Linked DNA regions of Zea mays: regions 1 and 3 are each linked to region 2. Evidence: chromatin contacts called from public Hi-C data. All regions are on one chromosome and are shown on one strand. The core of a region is the stretch at or near the end of the contact, and the rest is flanking DNA. Distances in the headings are between cores, read along the strand shown.

What was found. Hi-C and Micro-C count contacts between places; a contact is called where the count stands out from the background.
Region 1: a Hi-C map of ear shows a contact between it and region 2, with 1.8 times the contacts expected there. The contact joins the promoter of LOC109943537 here to the promoter of LOC100282293 in region 2. A contact is called at or near these places in 2 of 25 Hi-C or Micro-C datasets (ear and endosperm).
Region 3: a contact with region 2 is called in a Hi-C map of bundle sheath, with 4 times the contacts expected there. The contact joins the promoter of LOC103643907 here to the promoter of LOC100282293 in region 2. A contact is called at or near these places in 7 of 25 Hi-C or Micro-C datasets (bundle sheath, ear, endosperm and 2 more).

What each region holds. Positions count from the first base shown.
Region 1 is chr1:275,166,120-275,170,244 of Zm-B73-REFERENCE-NAM-5.0, reverse strand. It overlaps LOC109943537, which reads left to right and starts at 2,090. Exons shown (of 1, transcript XM_020546901.3): 1 at 2,090-3,844. The coding sequence starts at 2,843. The coding sequence ends at 3,409. LOC100304182 reads right to left here and starts at 3,762. Exons shown (of 1, transcript NM_001165637.1): 1 at 2,389-3,762. The coding sequence starts at 3,567. The coding sequence ends at 2,728.
Region 2 is chr1:275,380,520-275,384,924 of Zm-B73-REFERENCE-NAM-5.0, reverse strand. It overlaps LOC100282293, which reads right to left and starts at 1,275. Exons shown (of 7, transcript NM_001291590.1): 1 at 1,146-1,275; 2 at 1-92. The coding sequence starts at 53.
Region 3 is chr1:275,240,282-275,244,476 of Zm-B73-REFERENCE-NAM-5.0, reverse strand. It overlaps LOC103643907 (receptor protein kinase TMK1), which reads left to right and starts at 1,564. Exons shown (of 2, transcript XM_008667078.4): 1 at 1,564-4,195. The coding sequence starts at 2,058. It also overlaps the pseudogene LOC100383842.

The DNA of each region.
Region 1 (4,125 bases), core at 841-3,340, 220 kb after region 2:
CAGATTGATGAGAAGTAAGGGTATAGATGTGATGCGAAAAAGCGTCTGCCAAGTCAGCGTGAACAGTACGGGAGTACTGTTCATCTATTTATAGGCACGGGGCGCAGCCCGTGTAAAATTACATTGATGCCCTTTACATTTATCAATAACTTTATAGCAATTCTTCGAGGTCTAATTTGACTTTTCATCTTTAAGTCGGTTCCTCTTTTCTTCCGTCATGCCGAAGCTTTTCTGCACATAGCTTTGTGATCGTCTTATCCTTCATCGTGGTCGCTTTCCATCCCAGTCAAGCTTCGTCTTAACCATGCTCTTGTACACCCGCAACCTGACTCCGAAGATACTTGTTCACATGTTTCACTCGAAAAATATTGTCAAATCATGTTTTTGAGGACCTTCGGAAGCCGAAGGCCCCCAACAATATCATCAGTTTCATCTTATTGTAGAAGGAGAGGCTTGTTGTCAACAGCATTGAGGTGCTCTTTAGTAAGAGTTTTCTTCAGTTCAGTAGAAGCCAGTGAAGAACTGCCAACCTCAGTTGATGCTTCAGCAGAATTGAAATGAGCCTCAAAACTAGGCTTATCAGACTTTTCCTTCTTTAGGGATTGTTGATACAAAAGAACAAGGTGCTTAGGGCAAGTGCAGTCCCTAGCAAAATGGCCCTCAGTACCACATTTATGGCAAACTCTGTTGCCCTTAGATGGTAGAGGCTTGCCTTTTCCCTTTCCTTGCCCTTTCTTGTGGAATTTGCGCTTATTGAATTTGCGAGGTCCAGGGGGATTCTTTCTTGAATCCTTTCTTATTCTCAGTCTTATGCACATTGAAATGCACCTCAGGCAGTGGGGTAGACCCTAGAGGGTGCCACTGAGCATTCTTTAGAAGAAGCTCATGATGTTTTTCTGCTTGGGTCAATGTGTGCATGAGTTGAGAATATCTCTAGAAATTGTTAGAGCGATACTACTGGTGCAATATCCTATCCTCTAGGAGCATGGTAGATAGAGTCTTCTCTATCTTATCTGCTTTAGAGGGCTCTTTCTCGCAAAAATTTAATTTAGAACAAATACTATGAAGAGCATGGTTATATTCTGTGACAGATTTAAAATCTTGCAGGCGAAGGTGGTTCCACTCATGGTTGGCTGACGGCCATATGAGTTCCTTCTGTTGTTCATAGCGCTCTTTTAGAGCTTTCCACAAGTTGTGAGGTCATCTCTCCATAAGTACTCCTGCTTAAGGTCCTTATGGATATAAAGTCTCAAAAGGAAAAGTGCAGTGTTATTTTTCACTTCATTAGCTGGAGCAGTACCCGTGATAGGTGCTGCTATAACATCAATGATCCCACGAGAAGCAAAAGTTATTTCAATATCTGAAGCCCAAGTTGGGTAGTTATGCCCATCTAGGGCGAGTTCCTCGAACTCTTTGGTTGACATGTTCCTACAGTCATGACCATGGACATCCATTAATTTACTCATAAATTAATAGTCACAATGGTGATGTTGTAAGGTCAAATGCAAAAACCTTAAAATTACATGTGATATGAGTTGCCTGAAGGTTCCAAACCTTCTAATCGAATAAATACTTTGAATATTAGTGAGCATTGTATAGATAATCCTCAAATTAATGAGGTAGATCTCCTAGTAGTGGGCAAGAAACTTGCTGCCTAAAAGCACGGTCTCAGGGCTGATAAGTTCATTAATGAACAAACTGCAGCCAATGCTTAGGTCTCCATTACCCATGCTCGACTAATTATCAAAATAATATTCAAGAACTCTATATCCTGTTATTTTGGATAGCACGTATAGGTAATCATCTCGGGAGATGTAGACCTCATAGAGATAGGCATTTAAAATGATGTCTTAAGCACGGTCTCTGGGCTACTAAATTTAATAAAAGAATTTAGCGCAGCCAATGCTTAAGACTCTATCTCCCTATGCTATTAATCCAAAATAATATAATTTTATTTTGCATGAAAATTATTAAGTATGAACTTAATAAAATGCTATATTTGTATGCAAACATAAAAGAATGCAAAATAATAGCAAGTACAGATATGTGAATTATTAATGTAAAAACAAACAATAATTCACGAACTAAAGTCTGCTATATTCATAATAAAACGGACAGGTATTTACAATATATGTAGCAATCCGCAATCTAAATAACAAATTTAGACGCCTAACACAAGTTAGAACAGAAATTACATATAAAAACTGAGTTTTGTACTAAATTTCAGAATTAAAATGATAAAATGGGCCTTTTCTGGTCCATGGAAGCAGCCCAGGCGGCCAACCAGGCGGACCAGGCAGCAGACTGGTGGCTAGCACACTGGCCCAGCCAGGCAGCCCACTAGGGAGCCACACGCCTATTCTATATGGGGTGGCTAGGGTTTCAAAAGGAAACCCTAACCACCTAGACCCTGCAGCCGACGTCGCCGCCGTGTGGTCTGCGCCTCCACGGTCTGCGCCACCAAGCTCCTGATCCGCTGGGCTGACGCCGCCGCACAGGCTGTCTGCTTCACGAGCAGGAGTCTTCCGCCAGCCGGCCACCTCATTCCGCACGCCAGGAGGTCACGTAAGGAGCAGGCTTGGGAGCCACGCCTGGCGCCATTCTCCGAGCCAAGCGTGCCCACGCCGGGATCCAGCCCTCGCCTGGCCATCCTCTCCTCGGACGGTCGCGCCTGGGCTTCCTCGCCGAGCGCCCCCACGCCGGGCCACCTCGGGCACCGGAGCGCCACTACCAAGGGCCGACCGAACCAGCACCGGGGGCGAGCCATAGTCTGGTGCCAAGCACCCGCGCCGGCCGAGCGCGCTCACCGAGGAGCCGCCGGGTGGGCTTCTTGCATCGCGCCATGGCTGCCATGCCGCGGTCGGCGTCCGTGCCCGAGACAGCAGTCGGTGCCATAGCCACCTGCCATGGTCCAGTCCTGCGCCGCACCAAGCGCCATGGGCCGACTGGATCTTGCCCACACCGGAGATGCTCCAAGTGGCGCCCGCGCAGGGGCTGTATCCCTGCTCCCCCACCCCTCCCCCCAACCGGCCGTCGTGGCGGCAACCACCACCAGCCGGACAGAGGGCCATTAGGCCCTCCCATTTGGGGAGGAAGATGGGGCCACCCCGTTTGGGCGGTGGCCAGTGAAGATGATGCGGTCGCGCGTGGCATCAACGGCGCGAGGAGCTGTCCACGACGGGCAGCGATGGTCCCAACGACCACCAAAGTAGGCGGAGATGGGGAACGACAAGCAACTGTCGTTGTAGTGGGTCGAGGAGGCGGTGGTACCACTAGATCGACGTCCATGGGTGCGGATGTAGATGACCCCGCGTCACCCACCGGCACCGGTGGTGACGGGGACACAGTGGGGAGGCCGCACTCCACCACCGACAGTGGAACCACCACTGTCCATCCATGGAGAACATAGAAGTGCACGTTTTGCACTTGCACACGGCGTTCAGGGATGGCATGCACTGGTGGAAGTGTTGTGTCTTGCCCAGCAGCAAACGCCTCCAACCTCGCATCATCAACAATGTGCAGAACTTTGTGCATACGACGTATGCGCATGGAAATGGTTTGCTTCATACCTTGCTGTTGATTTGCATATCACTATTGTTGTTTTTGTCAAGAATAGCAAGTGTTCTTCCTTCTTCCTCTGATCTTTCTTGGGACAGTGTTGATAACGTATTAAGAGTTGAGTGCTCAATAGTAGAATCAGTGGAGAGGGAGAGACAAATGATAGGACTGTTATCTTGTTTATTGCAGAGATCCTCTTTATATACATATGTACAAAAGGGTCTCCAAGGGGTGTGACCCTTGGATAATAACTATAACAAATGGATGGTTGGATGGGCCTTGATCACGTGTACAATATTTTGTAACACTAGGCTCCTCGTTCACCCTGCTCTGCAACAGCGCTTCCTCTTAGGCCTCCACTTCGAGGTCCAAAATGTTGTTATTTTCCTCGACACACAGAGGATGGAAGCCGCCATCTCGTTGCTGCTGGGTGCCATTCCCTCCATGAGATTTTGGCAATCCGGTGCCCGGTGGTAATGACACAGATACTGACTAGCTATGTGGCTTTGATTATATGATAGGCCTCCTCCTCTCCTTTTCCTTTTTGCTCGTGTTATTCATAGCTTG
Region 2 (4,405 bases), core at 26-2,525:
AGAGGGTCCGAGTCATTTGGGACCACCTCTTCCAGTTCGTTGTTCCTATCCATTAGGAGGCTGTTCTTCCCTTCTAGTTTTCACTGCAACCACTTCAATCACCACAACAGTCAAGAAATACAGAATGTGAATTAAGTACAGTTTCAGCAGCGGTACAGCAAAGAAGCCATATGGAGCTAGAAAATGTGGAAGTAAAGACCAAGGCTCTGAAGTTATAGGTCCAAACAAGTTGAACATTGACTAAGAGATTAGGTGCATGGAGAATTGCACTTGTACAAGACTTGGTCGGAGTACTATATACACAGCGCAAAATTGACCAGGATGTTCACCCTTCAAAATTAGCACAAAAAATCCAGATGAAAACAGTGTATCAACAATAGGGTATGCAATTGAACCAATCATAGGGCTAACGCAAAATAACATACTGCAAAAGACGAAGGAAATGGTCCGAATGCACCCCCAATCTCTCCCAAAAAGGGGAGGAAGGGATAGAAATTATCAACAGATGCAATTCAACTTCCATCTCAAGAGCAATTGCGCCCCGCTGCAAACGATTCGTGCGAAAAGCCCCAGGTTCCGCCACTAAAATGCCACCGATCTCCCACGAAAAAAAACACAGCAGACGACGAAACCCACAGAGAGTAACCGCGTTCCGAACATGAGAAACAAGCGAACAGGGCGGCGAATCAGCAGCGAGACTGCGAGAGGGAAGCGAACGAAACCAAGCCCGTCACCGGAGCACGACTCCTCTGCCGCCCTTTGGTTCGGGGGGATTCGAGAATTTTCGTGGGGTAGCAGCGAGGGCAAGGAAGCGAAGCGAGCGGGAGGAAGGAATGATACCAGACGTGTAGGTGGCGATCGAGAAAGCGGTCGAAATTTCCAAGGGGAACGGCGCGTGGAGCAGTCAGAAAAAACTCTATTGCATAATAATAGGAGGATTCGAGGCTCTCAGTCGTTAAAAAGAAAATTATTGCATAGAATTAGGAGGACGCTCTCTTAGGCGCTGGGACAACGACGAGCCCAACCAGACCTACCATCCCATCCGAGGAGCCGTGGATTCGCGAGGAAATGTCACATCCGTTGGAACGCGAAGACGTGCGAGGAAGAGGAGCGGGGAGGGGGGCTGCCGAGTGAGAAGTCAGCACCTGCGGACTCGAAGATGCAGCTACCGTCGCCGGTCTATGCCGAGAGGGCGAGGGAGGCGGCGCTGGCGCCGTCGGCGAGGAGGAGCCGCACCCGCACGTCAAGGGGAGAGGGAGGCGACGGGTCAGACCGTCAGAGACAGGATCACCCACTGGACACGGCCCACGACAAGTAAAAAATCATCTCGGACGTGACCGCGCTTGCTTTGTCATGCAGTTGAACGCCTATATGGGCCGCAATTCGCCCAAGGCCCGGCCTCGTCGAAGCACTTGTTAAATCGTGACGGCTTGATGGGCTCGAAACCGTGAGGTCTTTTTTTTTTCTCTTGATAAAACAGAACCGTGAACTCCTTTTTCACATGCACGACTGTATGCGGGTTAGAAATGGCGATCGGTACCCTATCCGACGCAGGTATAGATGATTTTGATACCTGCGGATATGTTAATGAGTAACAATTTCTACCTATTGAGTAAACAAGTAAGGGTGGATACTATTCATACCCATATATCCGTGGGTAAAATATACACATGTTATATCACTATTATTATCTAAAAAAATCCATCATAGATAAAATAAAACTCTCCTTTAGCTATTGTTTATTTAACTATCATGTTGTGCAATTATATGGTTCGTAATATTTCAAGTTAAACTTATTTTTGAGTATTTATTTGACATTTTGAGTGATCGGAATAATATAATTTGAGATCTTCTTAACGGGTACGAGTTACCCGACGGGTAAAATTGCCCACGCAGGTACAGACATGGGTAAGATTTGATACCCGCGAGTGTATATGGATAACCCAATGGGTATAATTTTTGTGATGGGTACTGGTATCGAATGCTACTATCCGACGCGTATATACCCATTGCCATCTCTAATGAGGGTCATCTCAAAAGGGAGTGTTGCCATTCCGCATGTGGCAGCTATATCCATTTCGCCCATTAACCACCGTCTGGTCCATTAATAGTACGTGTAATAATGGTTTACTAGATGAGTGTTCGTGCGTTGCAACGGAACCGTATAATAACACGATAGCAATGTCGTCCTCCTCCTTGATCTTCTTCCAGCAGAGGCTCCTCGCAACTGCCTCAATGGCTTTCTGCTCTGCATCTAGGTCCTCTTTAGTCCTGTGCCACCCCTTCCAGTGTTTCTTCCAGTTGATTAGGGGTCCAGACAAAATCAAATAACCTCTAGGACGCAGGATACGATCAACCTCTATCAAGTACAACCCATCTGCACATACATAGGAGCAGGAAGCAATGGGTAATCAGCTGGAGACATTGAAGGCTTGTAGTCCTGGGGGATAGTAATTCAACATACCATAAAGCTGCCATAGGATGAGGCAATGAGATCAGTGCGCCATGTCAAAGGAATGTGCCGGATAAGCGAACCGATTAGAGGCAAGGACCCCAATCATCGCCACGCTCTAGTGCAAACTGAACCTGCGCCTTGTGGGAGTCTCGCGGGACGAAGGACATTGCAAGGATGTTGCATGACAGCAATTATGCTCCCAGCTCGCCACCTGCGTAAAGTCAAATTCATTGATTGGCTACTGTAATGTTGCGCAAGCACTACAAGTACATGTGATTATTCAGAACCAAATTTCACAGAAAAAGTGACATTGCCCAAGAAATACAACCCTCATAATTATTTGGAAGGTGATCTAGCGCAACTCATAGGATTAGAACTCATAGGATTAGATTAATATCGCTACATGTACATACTTTATTCATTACATTTCATCATAAAACAACCAAATAATTAATATAATCTCCGAGAAATAAAATAACAACTTTAGTTGGTTTTACATATATAAAGTTTATACTACACTATTTATAACCATTGCCAATCATCTCATTTGTTACAAACTGTCTTGATAGATAAATAATGTGTCCTCGGTTCAGCAAATGATTCTATTGACATAGACAAACTCACCTATATAGATGGACAATGCACAGGAGACAGGATTGAGATGTACCAAAAATTGTAGTGTTAATACCTTAAAACCACTAATTTACCAAGCCTGAGAGATCCATTATTAATAATTTGATATCATAATGACCTTTAAAGATATCATATTTGGGAAAGCTTCAACCAAAGAGATAGGACGAGCTCTGTCTATACTGCTGAAATTAAACCATAGGGGACAACAGTAGTACAAATAAAATAAAACACGATAGGGCAATGGAACACCTTGCCTTGGCCTTGCCCAGGACCTCGTCGGGTACTGTCGTCTTTACTTCTGCCTCCACCGAAACCTATCAGAGAAATGGAAGCAGGATCAGATAAGGCTGCGTGGAACAGAGATAAGGCGAGGCGGAACACGGCGAGTGGGAGCAGCACAAATCACCTCGGCGCCAGGGAGGTCCCTGGGAGCGTGTGTTCCTCCGGGTCGCCTCTTGGAGATGAGGAAGCATGCAAGTGGGAGGATTCGTGTGACGGAGAAGCTGGCGGTGGATGCGTAACGGAAGAGGCGGCGACCATTGCGGCGATTGAAATGTCACGGAGGATTTGGGTGAGACAGGTGGTTGTTGTGTCGCGGTGGATTTGGGTGAGACATGAGGAAAATGAAGATGGCCACCAGTCAAAGCTGGAAAAAAAGAAATATTCAAGTCAGAAATATTGTATAAGCCTGATTTAAAAATAAACGATCGAGTAATAAACAATTAGTGATGTCTTAGGGATAATAGACTAAACATATTAAAGCTATCTAGTTTCTTACATGCTGCAGTCCAGCAGTTGCCTCTGCTCTTCAACAGCAAAAAATGGTTTTAAGTTTACATTAAAAGAAATGAGTAAACCGTACACTAAACCCACAGCATATTTCATAATGCCATAATTTCTATAATCCACAATTTCAGTAGTTTCTGTAGCACAAGAAAGGAGCAGATATCATCAATATGTACAAATGGTAAGCAAAGGCAGAAAATTTAAAGCTAATTGTAAAATAAGACATCAATGATAGCCACCAGTCAAAGCTGGAAAAAAAGAAATATTCGAGTCAGAAATATTGTTGATTCATGGCTAAATAATGAATTTCTAGATGTTCATTTATCAAACCCACACATATTTCATCCAAATTTGGCTACCCAATTTAGGAATTAAATTTACACATGTAACATCAGCCCAAAAGTCGGAGTGACAGCTGAAACATGCTTTCTTCCGTTCTTAGGATATGTGACAAGCACACAAACCATAACTTTTGTTTTTTTCTTCTAAGACTGATAAGTTTCATTTCAAACTTGGAACAGAACACTACAT
Region 3 (4,195 bases), core at 315-2,814, 140 kb after region 2:
TGCTGGCTGATGCCGCCGATGAGCCCATCGTGGATCTTCTTATCCGGGTTCCGACGGAACAACGTCGCGCCCTCGGGGAGGCACGGGTAGCGCGGTGATCCACTGGTGTCGACGTTCGAGTCGAGCGTCGCGTCGGGGTTGAGCGGCGCATGGACGTGGACAGCGCCTGAATCGTCGTCAGCCGCGTTGGCGCTCGCGGCGTCCTCGTCCAACCCGTCGAGCTCCTGGAGGAGGTCGTCGTCAGGGTTGGCGATAGTACCGACAGACGATTGTGGCGTGGTGTAGCGGTCGTCGTCGTAGAGTGGCGGGATGAAGTGGTCGAATACCGAGCCGGCGAGGAGCGTGGTCAATGAAGGCATCTCGTCGGACCCCAGGTACGCAAGCACCGTGGCGGTCTGCTGCAGGCCAAAGTCGTTTCCTGAATCCAAGGACGCCACCTTCGCAGCGTCGTCGTGGACGAGAGGCGGAAGGATTGCCTCGTCGCGGTACTGTGTGTTGAAGATGGAAGGAGGAGGCGCGGATCCATCGAAGGGGGAAGTGTGCTCGCGTGCGTACTGCTCGCCGCAGCGACCCACCAGTGCATCGGTCAAGCGTGCCTCCATGCGCGCCAGTGCGTCTAGAATATCCTGCATCGTGGTCTCCATCAAGATCGATTCTTAGTCTGATACCAAATGTTAGCAACACCTGGAAAGGGGGATAGGAGAGGAAGAGCTCAGAGGAGAATGAGACTTGGAGAAGGGAATATCTGGGAGAAAGACGAGTTTGTCTGATGTTTGATAGCTAAATTGTTCATGCCCTATTACACAAGTGTTTGTCTTTTATATAGTACTGCTAGAATATCAAGCGACCCATAGATAGCCGACCCACTACTTGGCCCATATTGTCTCAGTAACCTTAGCGTTTGGACGATGGACTCTCGTGTCCCGTGACTTGTTCTCGCTGTATGCTCATTGCTCCTGTCTGAGATGCTGACACACCCCGAAATCCTAAAAATTACCGTTAACCGAGAATTTCTATATAGTGTTGTCTGTATCGTCGAATTCGGGGACTCTGGCCACACCAAGTCACCAACACTACCTTTGCCTCCGTTGCGGGGCAATGCCTCTTTACTGTTCCGAGTTCCGACGCCGTGGACAACGCCAACTAAACCGTCTTGCGTCTCCGCCACTCCACCAGTCCACCGCTTCGGTAGCTGGTGCCTGGTGGCCCGTGGCTGCCCCCGCCCCGGCCAACATTACTCGCCAGCCGCGCATAGAGATGCCACACGCACGTACGTACAGCAGCAGTAGCATTTCCCTACGCCTACGCGCCGTGCGAGGAGCGGGTACAACACAACATGAACGTGGTACCACTGGTACAGCAGCAGTAGCGTTTCCGGCCACAAAGGATCCCAACCTGTTCGTGCCGTCGTCCATTGAATTCCGGAGCCGGACGCGCACGCCGGCCAACGCGGCCGTGGCTACCCGTCCGTACCTTGCCACTGACACACCGGGCCCGCGCTGAGCCCAGCGGCGTGGCGATTCGACCCGGCAATCTTGCGGTCCCACACCTTACCCGTCCCTTGGATTCGTGAATACCCGTGACGCTGGCCTCTGGGCCCCTGGCGGCCCGTCCAGCTCTGCTCCAGTGCGGAGACAGGCGAGAAGAGAAGAGACAGACGCAAATCGCCCCGCCTTTTGGTGCAGGGATCGCGGCGCTTTACAGCCACCGCCGCGTGGTCCCCACGCGTTGGCGGGCGTGAGCTGGGCAGCTGGCGTCGTCTTCCTCGCCCCGGCTTCTCGTGCCCTCGCCGCTGTGCGAGACCGGGTTCAAACCGGCGCAACCGAGAGGGGGTAGTCCCGTCATTATCACGCCGGGGAGGCTGCAGCCCTAGCTAAAATCTGCTTCCCCACCCACGGCGGGCGGGACCCACGCATGTGCCACCGGCCCTCTCCCCTTGCCCATGTGCCCTGTACTACCTCTCTCTCTCTCTCTCTCTCCACTTAAAATCTCACCTCCAAAACTAGTCCAGTCTCTCTCTCTTCTCCTCTCTTCTCTAACTCTGCCTCTCTGACGCAATGCCGTTCCCCACCGCCTTCACCGCGCGGCGGCGGCGGCACGAGGGCGCCGCGGGTCGTTGGTGCGGGCTCGTGGTCCTGGTTCTGATGGCGCTCGAGGCTGGCGCGGCGGCGGAGACGTCGCCGTCGGACGTGGCGGCGATGCGGGCTGTGGCGAAGGCGCTTGGCGCGGACAAGACGCTGGGATGGGACGTCGCCGGCGACCCCTGCTCGCCGAAGCGGTGGGACGGGGTGTCATGCGACTCGTCGGGCCGCGTCACCGCGATCCAGGTCGGTGCGCGCGGCCTCACGGGGACCCTGCCTCCGGAGGTGGGCGACCTCACCGAGCTCACCCGCCTCGAGGTTTTCGACAACAAGCTCTCCGGCCCGCTGCCCTTGCTCCCGGGGCTCTCCTCGCTTCAGGTTTTACTTGCCCATAACAATAGCTTCGCCTCCATCCCCGCCGACTTCTTCAAAGGCCTCACCGGGCTCACCGCCGTCGCCATCGACTACAACCCGTTCGCGTCGTGGACGCTCCCCGCCTCCCTCGCCGCCTGCGCCTCCCTCGCCAACTTCTCGGCCATCAGTGCCAACGTCTCTGGCACGCTCCCGGACTTCTTGGGTGCGATGCCGGCGCTCCAGCGGCTGTCGCTTTCCTTTAACCAGCTGTCAGGACCCGTACCGGCGTCGCTGGCCGGCGCGCCGCTGGTGCAGCTCTGGCTCAACGGCGCGCACCTCAATGGGTCGATTAGCTTTGTCAGCAACATGACGTCTCTGGAGCAACTGTGGCTGCATTCTAACGAATTCACTGGGCCCTTGCCGGACTTCGCGGGGTTTGATGATCTATGGGATTTGCAACTTCGCGACAACATGCTCACAGGGCCGGTGCCTGAGAGTCTTTTCAAGCTGAAGGCTCTGAAGAACGTGACCCTGACGAATAATTTGCTGCAGGGTCCGATGCCTCAGATTCCCAATGGACTTCATGCTGATATCGAAGCAGATACAGAGCGGTTCTGTGTGCAGGAAGCCGGGAAGCCGTGCAATCCCCTTGTGAGCCTGCTGCTTGAGGTTGCGGCTGGGTTCATGTACCCAAAGGCACTTGCTGAGGATTGGAGGGGGAATGATCCATGTATGTTTCCGGGTGTTACTTGCATCCAAGGTAACATTACTGGGCTGACTTTTGCCAACAAGGGTCTCAGTGGTAGTATCTCACCGGCCATTGGGAAGATTAGCTCACTTAAGGTGCTAGATCTTGCTAACAATAACATCACTGGTACTGTGCCTGAGGAGGTTGCCGTGTTGCCTTTGCTGACAAAAATTGATTTGTCAAACAACAATCTCTATGGGAAACTTCCTACCTTTGCTTCCAAGAATGTGGCGGTGAATACTGCTGGTAACCCTAACATAGGCAAGGATGCTCCTGCACCAACTGCAGGACCAGGTAGTAGCAACAACAGTCCATCGGGAGGAAGCAGTAGCGGAAGCAGTGGTAACAATGGGAATGGGGGCTCCTCTTCATCTTCTGTTGGAGTCATTGCTGGCTCAGTGGCTGGTACAGTTGCTGGACTAGGCCTTGTTGCTGCATTAGGATTCTATTGTTACAAGAGAAAACAGAAGCCTTTCGGAAGGGTGCAGAGTCCACATGCCATGGTTATCCATCCGAGGCACTCAGGTTCAGATGACATGGTTAAAATCACAGTTGCAGGGGGAAATGCTAATGGTGGTGCTCGCGCAAGTGAGACATATAGCCAAGCGAGCAGTGGTCCACGGGACATCCATGTTGTTGAAAGTGGAAATATGGTCATTTCAATCCAAGTTCTCCGCAATGTGACCAACAACTTCAGCGAGGACAACATCCTTGGTCGAGGAGGGTTTGGCACTGTTTACAAGGGTGAACTTCATGATGGCACGAAAATTGCTGTAAAGCGGATGGAGGCTGGTGTGATGGGTAACAAGGGGCTAAATGAGTTTAAATCAGAGATTGCTGTTTTGACCAAGGTTCGTCACCGGAACCTTGTTTCGCTGCTGGGCTACTGCCTTGATGGCAATGAGAGGATTCTTGTGTATGAGTACATGCCACAGGGGACACTGAGCCAACACCTGTTTGAGTGGTCAGAGAACAATTTGCGACCATTGGAATGGAAAAAGCGGCTTAGTAT